2 separate regions of the Mus musculus genome follow, and region 2 is linked to region 1. A link is a contact called in public HiCAR-type data. All regions are on one chromosome and are shown on one strand. Each heading gives the region's core, a stretch centred on a gene start, on an enhancer-like site or on the middle of the called end of the contact. The rest is flanking DNA. Distances are from core to core; before and after follow the strand shown. Region 1 holds the start of Pcdh11x (protocadherin 11 X-linked). Region 2 holds the start of Nap1l3 (nucleosome assembly protein 1-like 3).

The links. HiCAR-type assays count read pairs that join an accessible place to other places.
Region 2: a HiCAR-type map of astrocytes shows a contact between it and region 1, with 10 times the contacts expected there. The contact joins the promoter of Nap1l3 here to the promoter of Pcdh11x in region 1. A contact is called at or near these places in 4 of 39 promoter capture datasets (cranial neural crest, frontonasal cranial neural crest, hippocampal neurons and 1 more) and 1 of 115 datasets of contacts at active chromatin or transcription factors (astrocytes).

The regions. Positions count from the first base shown.
Region 1 is chrX:120,288,094-120,292,877 of GRCm38.p6, forward strand. It overlaps Pcdh11x (protocadherin 11 X-linked), which reads left to right and starts at 2,234. Exons shown (of 7, transcript NM_001271809.1): 1 at 2,234-2,558. Gm30577 (a long non-coding RNA gene) reads right to left here and starts at 2,141. Exons shown (of 4, transcript XR_387050.3): 1 at 1,953-2,141.
Region 2 is chrX:122,394,773-122,399,611 of GRCm38.p6, forward strand. Nap1l3 (nucleosome assembly protein 1-like 3) reads right to left here and starts at 2,613. Exons shown (of 1, transcript NM_138742.1): 1 at 1-2,613. The coding sequence starts at 2,247. The coding sequence ends at 613.

The sequences.
Region 1 (4,784 bases), core at 984-3,483:
TTAACAACATAATTCTGTCATGATGATAGCTTTAATAACAGGTAATGACTATTTATCTCCCCTTACATCAAACTGAGATGGAAATCTTAAGAAAGCAATTGATTGATATCTACTACAGGTGTTATGAGGAATAATTGGTGCTTTGAAGGTATCACTGTGACATAGATTTGCCACACTATTTTAGATCAACCAGTGATTTTATTTTCATTGAGTTACTGCTATCCCTTATGAAAGTGTCACAGAACAGTTCAACATCCAAGAGGCAGAACAGTAACATTTGACAGCATCTGATTTCATCTCATACACATTTCCTTGCTCTGACAAAGAGAACAGAGGCCACTGCTAGATATTCTGAATAATGAAGTCAGAAATACAACAGGAATAAAATGTAATGCTAAAGTGTCTCCCTGGACCCATATAAGAAAATACGTCCTTGTGTTTTATTTCACGAAGACTGTACTGAACTGCCGTGTTGAGGTTTCTCTTCAGCAGTGGCTTCAGGTATAAGAAATAAAATACAACAAAAATGTTTGAGGAATTTAGAAAGCAAGACTTTAAATTAAAATTAAAAACTACAATTGGAAATTGGAAGGGGGTTAGGAAAAGAGAGTGGGGTTTAGTGGAGCAAAGATTCATAAAATTTTGCCCTCAAAGGAACTTTCTGTAAAAATTCTGTTTGTGAAAATCAGCCAGCAATAACTAGCAGATTATTTTTTTATACTCTGTTCCTTTGCAGATGCAACCTCTTATTCTATTTCCCCATCAGTGTACAAGATTAAAATCAAATGTACATCAAATTGAGATGGAAATCTTAAGGAAGTATTAACAGAATTCATTGATTTTAGTGTCTGAAAGCAGTGTACTTTTTCTTGTTTTATTTCAGAAAAAAAAAAAGCAAAACCAAAAACCGAAATCCAAAACCAAAACTCAGTTTTCCCTTTCAAAACTAAACTGAAGAACCAGAAATGTAAGGTTTTTTTACACATTAAGAAAAGAAAGTGAATTTTTTTCTAAAACACACATATTTTGTGCAGACTAATTTAGACAATTCACTTGTCTCATTTCCTGGCCTCTAGGTAAATATAAAGACATCCTCTTTGAAATTAGAACCAGAGAGGTCTGGGTGTTATTATGTTTTTGAGCCTATTCTATAGGTAGGGAATTAACTTCTGTTTCTTGTTATTCATGAGTTATCTGAGCCACACACCTGACACAGTGACCCTTGTTGCTTTAGTGCTCTCCAGAGACCTGACACCCTATGCCAGGCAGGCTTCACCATCTGAGATGCCAAGCTTATTGGCAAGCATTAGGGTTGCAGCTCCAGGCTGTGCTCTTCCTTGTCTGGTATCCTTTCCTGCTTTCAAACGGCATTGTTCACACAGTGACACCACCCCACCCCCTCAAAGGGTCACAGACATGATCTGTTTAATGATACCCTTAGTTTTGCTCTGGGATAGCCAAATGTCGTATTTCCTCCGCAGACACTCACTCCACCCTACACCACACAGGAGAATGTGTGTGGACAGGCAGCCAAGATTTCTGAGACCTCTCACAACTGGATATGGTATATTCAGAAACAGGCACTTGGCTCAAATTGCGGGTTCTCCTGGATCTTGCTCCTACTTCCTCTAGTGTGCCCTAAGTACCCTTTGTATAAGAAAATGGTGTTACTTGCTGTTAGTTCTCTAGCTGGAGTCAGCGGAGCTTGAGGAATCCTGAGAAAGGCACGCATACCAAGAAAAATCAAACTTCTGTAAGATGATGTAAACGAGTGAAACTTAAAGAGGAGAACTAAAGTGCAAGGAGAGGGGGGACCACCCGGGGGAGGAATGCTTGCCCTGCTTATTTTGTTCAGTTTGTTCCCCTAAGCATCCAGTCCCATAAAGGAGCGTGCAGGCAAAACGCTTTCTGCCTCCTTCTCTGGGCCACAAGATGTAACTTCCCAAGCTTACCTCAGTCTCGCCCCCGCACCGCTCCTGAGGTTCTTCATCCTCTGGGAGAGGCGGCCTCCTGAGCTGGAGTGGGAAGAGGGGTGCAGGGAGTGGGGACAAAAGGGGGGTACCCATCAGTTGGTGCTGCGCCATCCCCTCCCAGCAGGCGGCTAGGGCACTCGTTCACTCCTTTTCCCCCCCCCCCGCCTTCCACTCGCTCACCCCCCTTCTGTCCCCCTTCCCCCTCCTGTCTAGTCCCTCCCCCTCGCCATTGAAAAGGGCTGGCTTGGCAGTGGCTCCTTGCAGTCGACGAACTGTCAGGGCGGGAGTAGCTGTGAGCCAGAGCAGCCAGCAGCGGCCCGCGCAGCAAAGCGGAAAGCTAGGCTACCAGAGTGCAAGGAGTCTCAGTGGCAGAAGCTACTCAGGCGACACAGGCAGCCCAGCTAGCCCGGGCCGCCCGACCAGCCTCACAAACAGCCTCCAAGACAAACAGCTGCTCTGCGGACTGCGAGCTGTGGCGGTAGATCCCGCTACAGCAATCGCAGTCTCTGTGGAGCGGGCGGAAGCCTTTTTTTCTCCTTTTTCGTTCCCCTCTTCATACTACTCAAAGAGGAGTCTAAACAGTAGGTAAGTATCGGGTTCGGTTCGGGAGCTAAAGCCGCTGAGGCTGGGGACTCATGGCATGTCCTGCGCTTAGGACGCGGTGACTGCTTGCGCCTGGGATCTGGGCAGTTGACCATAGCATGCTTTTAGAGACCTACTGGTGCCCTCCCTTCCGGGTTCTGTTCCCTAGAGGTAAGAAAAAGAGCAAACCCGGGAGATGAGCTCCCAAAGAAAATCTTTTGACACTGCCTCCACTCGGTTTGGTTACTTTGCTAAAACTCTCACTTTTGTCAGAAAAGTGTCCGCGCATGAATTTCTCCGACATGGGTTGTGCAAAAAGGTCTTTCACTTTAATTGATTCTTCCAGCTTCAGCGAAGCTGAATGAAACTCTGATCTGGGAAAGTGCGGGGATGCAGAGTTGACGCCCCAGACCATTAGGGGAGACACCTGGAGCAAGTCCAGCTGAGGGGCAGTGTGCCTCAGCAGTGAATCCGCGGTGGACCCTGGAAGCTGGCCCAGCTGCGCTCCTCTCTGGGGTCTCCGATTTGAGTCCAGGTTTGATAGCGCAACCCGGTTGGGGAGCGACCCTTGCCGCAGGGCTTCGGAAAACTGTGCGCACAGCAGGGCGCCCAGCGTCTACTGGATTGGTCCTCCTGGTATGATCCCATTTCTTCCTGCCCTGGGACCTAGTGGATGTAGAGATGGTAGGTGTGAGAAATTCTGTCCCCCCTTTATAAATGCAACTTCGTATAAACCAGCAGCTGAAAATCAATATTCTTTTTTTTTTAATTTGGGGGGGGGGAGACTTACAAAGTCAAGCCCAACATAAAAGGGTTCCTCTATTCTCTAGAGAAATGACTCGGAATTCCTTAGCCAAAAGAACGCCCACCTATGTCATAAATACCTGGCGTTTTTCAAGAGAGAATCAAAAAGCAGTTCCCTCCACAAAGGAAGGATCTTCCTAGAGCTTGTAAAGAAAGGCCCCCTTTCCCCCCAAAAAATGTCTCTTGCTTAGAGCTTCATTGGAAAAGGTGACTTTAAAAAACGGCTACATTGCTTTAGAGACTTTGGAAGAGCGCAGCAACAGTATACCTCCAGTTGGAGACACTACTCTGTGAGCGCAGTCACAAAGCTACTAGTCCCTGGGGTGTCAATGTCCCAGAGTGCATGGCAGGATCCATTTCTGTGTCTCCCCCAAGGAAAGACTTTTTAGGGGTTGAGTGAAGATGGCCCCTTTGCTGCCTCTGATTTATTCCAGGCTCCACTAGGTTAGCTGCCTTTGCGGCTTGGGGTGTGGGGCACTGGGATGTGTGCTTGGAGTATGTGAGCGCGCGCCTCCAGGCGGGCACTCGCCTCTGCGAGCGGGGTGTCCTTCCAAAATGTCTCAGGGGGGCTGGGAGTCCAAACTTGCGCCATTGCGGCACCCACTAACAACGTAAATCAGGGAGAGCAGGGGGGTCTAGTACAAAAGAAAAAAATAATAAAGAAAATTAAAGGGTAACAGAAGCAAATGATGAAGGAAAAAAATTAAAAAAAAAAAAAAAACATAACGCTGTCCTTTCCCTTACTGTGAGGAAACTTTCCAAAGGCAGATTTATATCAGCTTGGGGGCTGTTTCTTTACAATGGACCCAGTGTGAAAAAAGTGTTTGAGAATCTAGGCCATGGGCAACGGGGCAAAAAAATAGGAGAGTAATGGGGACAGAGGACCCCTGAGTGTGGTACTAGCTCTGCAACCAGCAAACAACCTGAGGAGCAGGCAGATAATTCTGAACACAGCACAGTGTAACGCCAAAAAAGGGTGAAAATGCTAGGTGTCTTACTTGTCATTCAAAAAACAAAACAAAAAAAAAAAAAAAAAGGAAAGAAAGAGAAAAAGGAAGAGAAAAAGTGAGTAAAACAAGTGTGACTCAAGAGTGAATAAAGGAGTTGGGGAGATGCGCTGGTTGGCGCCTCTGCAACTTTGGAAGATGTGCACTTTTAATCACGTTTGAAACAAATTCACAAATTCCCACGGCCAAGGCTCTAGCCTCAGGGCTGTCTTTGCCTGTGTTTTTGTGCGGGGGGAAGCTTTTGAAAGCTTGGGAAAGTAACTGATAGTGTGTCCGTGTTTCACCTTTCTTGTCTTTGGTTCATCCGAGGCAGAACTGACAGTGTGCGGGCGGTTTTGAGAAAGAACCAGGAGATGAAGGAGCCAAGGTCTAAATCTACCTTTCTCCTGCTGCTAAATTAAGAACTGCCGCGCCCAGC
Region 2 (4,839 bases), core at 1,363-3,862, 2.1 Mb after region 1:
TAACAGACCAATAAATCACATAAACAAACCCACAAAAATCTACTTGATCCTGACATTTTTAAATATATTCTCATCTTTTTTTTTCAAGCAACTACATTTCACAATAGAGTGTTTCAGTTGTTATTATTACTACATTTCTATGGCAAAGTAATGAAGGCACATCTAGTGCAAGCAGATTTAAGTCTTTAGTCTTCTGGGCTGTAAAAAAAGAAAGAGAAAACACACGTATATTGGCATTTAAAATGTTGCTTATTCAGGCAAGGATTTCTCTAATAAATCTGACAATTTTCACAGGTACAATCTAATAGCAACATGACAAAAACTGACTTCACAAAACCAACACTGTAGCACCAAACAAAACATGCTTTGGAAATTAACAGCAGTTTACATATTTTGAAGAATATTACAATACAACAGGCAAGATAGAATAAACAGAAGCTTAAGACACTTTTTAGGACATTACCAGGAAAAAATGAAAACACCAGACTATAAGGAGTAATACTGTTCAGGTTATGGGGCAAGTTTTCTATTTTAGAAGTTTAGATGACTCTTATTTCACTTCTGCTTGCTTAACTTTTAAGGATTCTTGAAAGATTTTTCAGCTTGCCCTTTCTACTTGTAGTACTTCCTATTTCCATAATCCCTGAAGTCATGGTAGTAGGGATCATTGATTTCTCCTGTGAAGTAATAGATTGACTTCAAGATGACATTATCATGCAAAATTTGACCAATCTCAAAGTCCTCATCAAGGATAGCATCTTCTCTTGGTTCCAGCTTCCCAATCAAAGGAATCTCAGGAGGACTGAAGAAATTGAAGAAGGATGCATTAGGAACCACTCTTGGCTGGACTTCAATTTCCCCTGTAATACCAGGGCGACTCCGGGTGGTTGTCACCGTAACATCTTTTCCTCGTCTCCAGTCTATTTTGCAGCCTTTACACTCTTCAATTTCCCATCCCCACGCGAAGAACGGGTCGTAGTGATCTGGTTTTGACCTTATTATGTATGTCTTCATCAGGAGCTCATTTCTGAAGTATGGGTTAGGTAGGAAATGAAATTCAAAAGTGTAACCAATAGGCTGGCCAGGGTTTGAGAACTTCAGGCTCACATCAGATAAGAACTTCAAAATGGGTTCATCACACTTTTGAATCATAGGCCCAAGCTTATCAACATTCTTTAAAACAGTCAGCCAGTAGTCAGGAATACCTTTAGGATCTTCTTTCTTAGGTTTTCCCTTTCGAGCCCTTTTAATATTGACTCCTTCTTCAGGCCTTGTCTCAGGGACCCTTTTTTGAGCCTCTCTTGCTGGAGCCCTTGGTGTAAATTCTTCTGTAGGTTGATCCTTATTTTCTGTATTTGCCTGGGTAACTTCTTTGACGTCTTCTTTTTCTTCAGGAGCTATATCTATACAATCCGTAGAGTCTGCTTTTTCTTCACCTTTTACCTCAGGAATTTCTTTAGAGGATTCCTGTTCTTCAGCTTTTTCTTCAGCACCTTCTTTTGGAATGTCTTTTTCTTCAGTTTTCACCTCAGGAGTTTCTTTGGGAGCCTCCTCTTCTTCAACTTTTGCCTCAGGAACTTCTTCTGGAACATGTGTTCCTTCTTCCTTCACTTCAGCTTTTTCATTACAGCTTTCTTCTTCCTCCTCACCCTCTAAGGGTGGCATTTCATTAGGTGTGTCATCCTGCATTTCTTCATCACCACTGAACTCTTCTTCTGAATTCCATTCACATTCTTCCTCTGTAGGCTCATATTCTGCATTTATGATCTGAAAACGCTTATCATATAGAGGCTTATTGAGTTCAGCATACTTTCTTTCAAGATCATGAATTGCCCTTAAGAACAAGGTGTCTACCTTGTCACACTCATTCTGAATATTTCTGAGTGCCTGCACCCGATTTCTTACGGCTTGGGGCAGCTTATCCAAGAAAAGTTTCCCGGAGGGACGTCGCTGGGCCCTTCTGGAAGGCTCAGGTACCCTCTTCTTTCGGTTCAAATGACTGCCATTGCTGCTGCTGCCACTGCTACCGCTACTGCTACTGCTGCTGCTGCTGCTGCTGCTGCTACTGCTGCTGCTGCTACTGCTGCTGCCGCTGCTGCTGCTGCCGCTGCTGCTGCAACTATTGGTACTGCTAGAGCTATTGCTGTCAGATTCATCCCCAGAATCACAAGCTGTGCTAGCCATCGCCTCTTCAGCAACCCCATGGGCACCAGGTTCTGTGACCATTTTAGGATCCGCTTCTGCCATACTGTTAGCCCCGTACACCTATTTAAGGTGGTGACAACAGCAGAGATCGTGCACCCAGAGACGGACAGAAAAGGACTCACGGATGCTCCAGTGGCGGCGGCGGTGGGGGGCGGTGGCAGCAGGGGCGAAGGCCGGAGAAGGTCAGGCGGCGGAGACTGCAGCGGCGGCGGCCGGGATCCAGTGGCAACACGGACTGCAGCAGCTGTGGCAGTGGCGCGATGGGGGCGGGGTCACAGAGGTGGCGCGCAGGAAACCGCAGCAGGGGAAGCAGCCTGGAGCCTTAGCTACGAGGCTTGTCAGGCCGCAATGGACCTGCGCCGAGACCTGCTGCAGTCCAGTGACGCAGTACCGGACTCAGAACCGTCTCCTGGGTTAGGATGGGCAGCCCCTCCCTTGTTGACAGCCCTCTGGTTAAATTCGTTCCCAGGATGCCTTCAGTTCACTCCTTATTTGCGGAGAGGACTTGATTGACTAGTGTTGCGGCCAAAGAATGGCCAAAGACTAACGCCATTCCTCCAGGCTCCTCCCACCTTCCCATATGCACCTGGGTTGCCAAGGCAAATGTACCCAAAGACGGCTCCTCCCACCTTTTCAAAATTCTCTCCTTACCTGTTTTTTAATTCAAAGGGAAAATAGACAAGAGCTAAAAACGCCAGCTATAGTTACTAACAAACGAAGAAAAGGAGCCCCTATGGTCAACTTCCCCTCATGAATTCCTATTTGGTTGATCACGACCTCCACACAGCAAACTGTTAATAGTAATAATAAAAGTGAAAATGCTTTAAATGACGTCATTGAATTCTGTGACTGTGGATGACTGCGGAAAAATAAAGAACACATACGCAAGCAAACAAGATTTTCTCTAAATATTCCATGAGCATGTGTTTTACACTGGAAAGGGGGGAGTCGTTTATTGGCAAAAGCGGGAGGGGCTAGACAGCAGGCATATTTCATTCTACATAGTGGATTTAATAAGTGCTGTCTGTGATGTTTGGCAAGCCTGATTTATATTGCAAACCCATGTTGCTGTGAGTGAGTTACACCATTTTTAAAAATCTGTTTTAAAGGTAGAATATTATATACTCTAATCTTACTGCTAAATTTCCAAGTAGTCCTTTTTAAAGCTTGTACCAACATTTTAGATCAAACAAAGGGTTATTTATGTGTTAGGGAATATTTTTTAACGGCAGATGATTTGTTTCAGACTTTTGTGCAGCAGGTTTGAGTTCCACGAAGAGCAGGATGGGAGGGGGAGATGTGTTTTAATGCAAGTTAAATGGTAAGTGTTTAAGATGTCATCTGCCACCAATTTCGTTCTAATTTGAAATTGTAACTATATTAAAGGGTGATTTGTAAGACAAGTAATATGTGAGCAAACTTTTTCAAAATGAGGTTTAAAAACAGATATCTATTGTTTTTATTTACAGGATTCAGTTCTGCTACAACCCAAAAGACCAGTGTTTATTTTTCATTAAAAGGTAATGAACAGAATTGCCCCTTGGTACTTAACTAAAAATTCATAAGCTATAATTTGTTTAAGATTTGATTGGAAGATATCTTGATATTTCCAAACAAGCAGATATATCCACAGAGGTGACTTGGCATACAAATGGAAAATAACCTACTTAAGCACATATGCTCTATAAACATGGTCATAGACTAGAAGTGTTATGTTAGAATATAAAATACACTGCATTGTTAATTTCAAATGAAGAAATATTTTAAAATGAGACTGTCCTTGGTTTACTACTTTTTATTTTAGAGTTTATATTTTTCATTTAATCATGTATTTTTAAAGAAATGCATTGTTAGTTTAAAAAGAATTTTTATTTGTATATCTGTAACTCAAATTACATGTACATTTTTAAAATTACAATTCAGTATAGAAGATGATAGTTGATACTTATTTTTTTATCAAAAGTTAACCATTTTTAACATTTTGATTCATTTCCTACAAGAAGTTTCCTTATGCATATATACACCTGATAATTTATATATGTTGTATTACCTGTGTGACATCATATGATGGTTTGAATTTTGCATATTTATAGCTAACTTTTAACAGGAAATGATCAATGAATTGCTTTTAAATAGATATATACTCCTTTATGGTTGCCTTGCTGTATTTAATCAGAGTCCTGTTGTGGGGACATATATCTCTCCCCACATCATGTCTTTGCTTACATATATACATTTTACTGTTATAAAAATTGTTCCCGTATAACTGTAGCATGCATTAGAATGTACTTCAGAACCTTAATATAAAATAAATTTCTAGAAATTGGAGTGTGGAAAAAACTTATGGTTATTTTGTAATTTTGAACATAAAACAAATGTCCATAAAGGTTCTTGTAATTTAAAATGCATAAGAGCTCAACCATTCCAATCTTCAACCAAAAATATCTGTTTTTTTTCTTGTGACAGAAATATTAGTAACACATGTCAATATAATGCTAAATAGAAGGGGCTTAACTTTGAATTCTTGTTTTGTATTCTTAATCTAAACAAACACTATGTGAACAGTAATCCAAATCATGGGTTGCAAAATAAATATTGTCATTCCATTTATTTGTACTTAGAGTAATAGACATA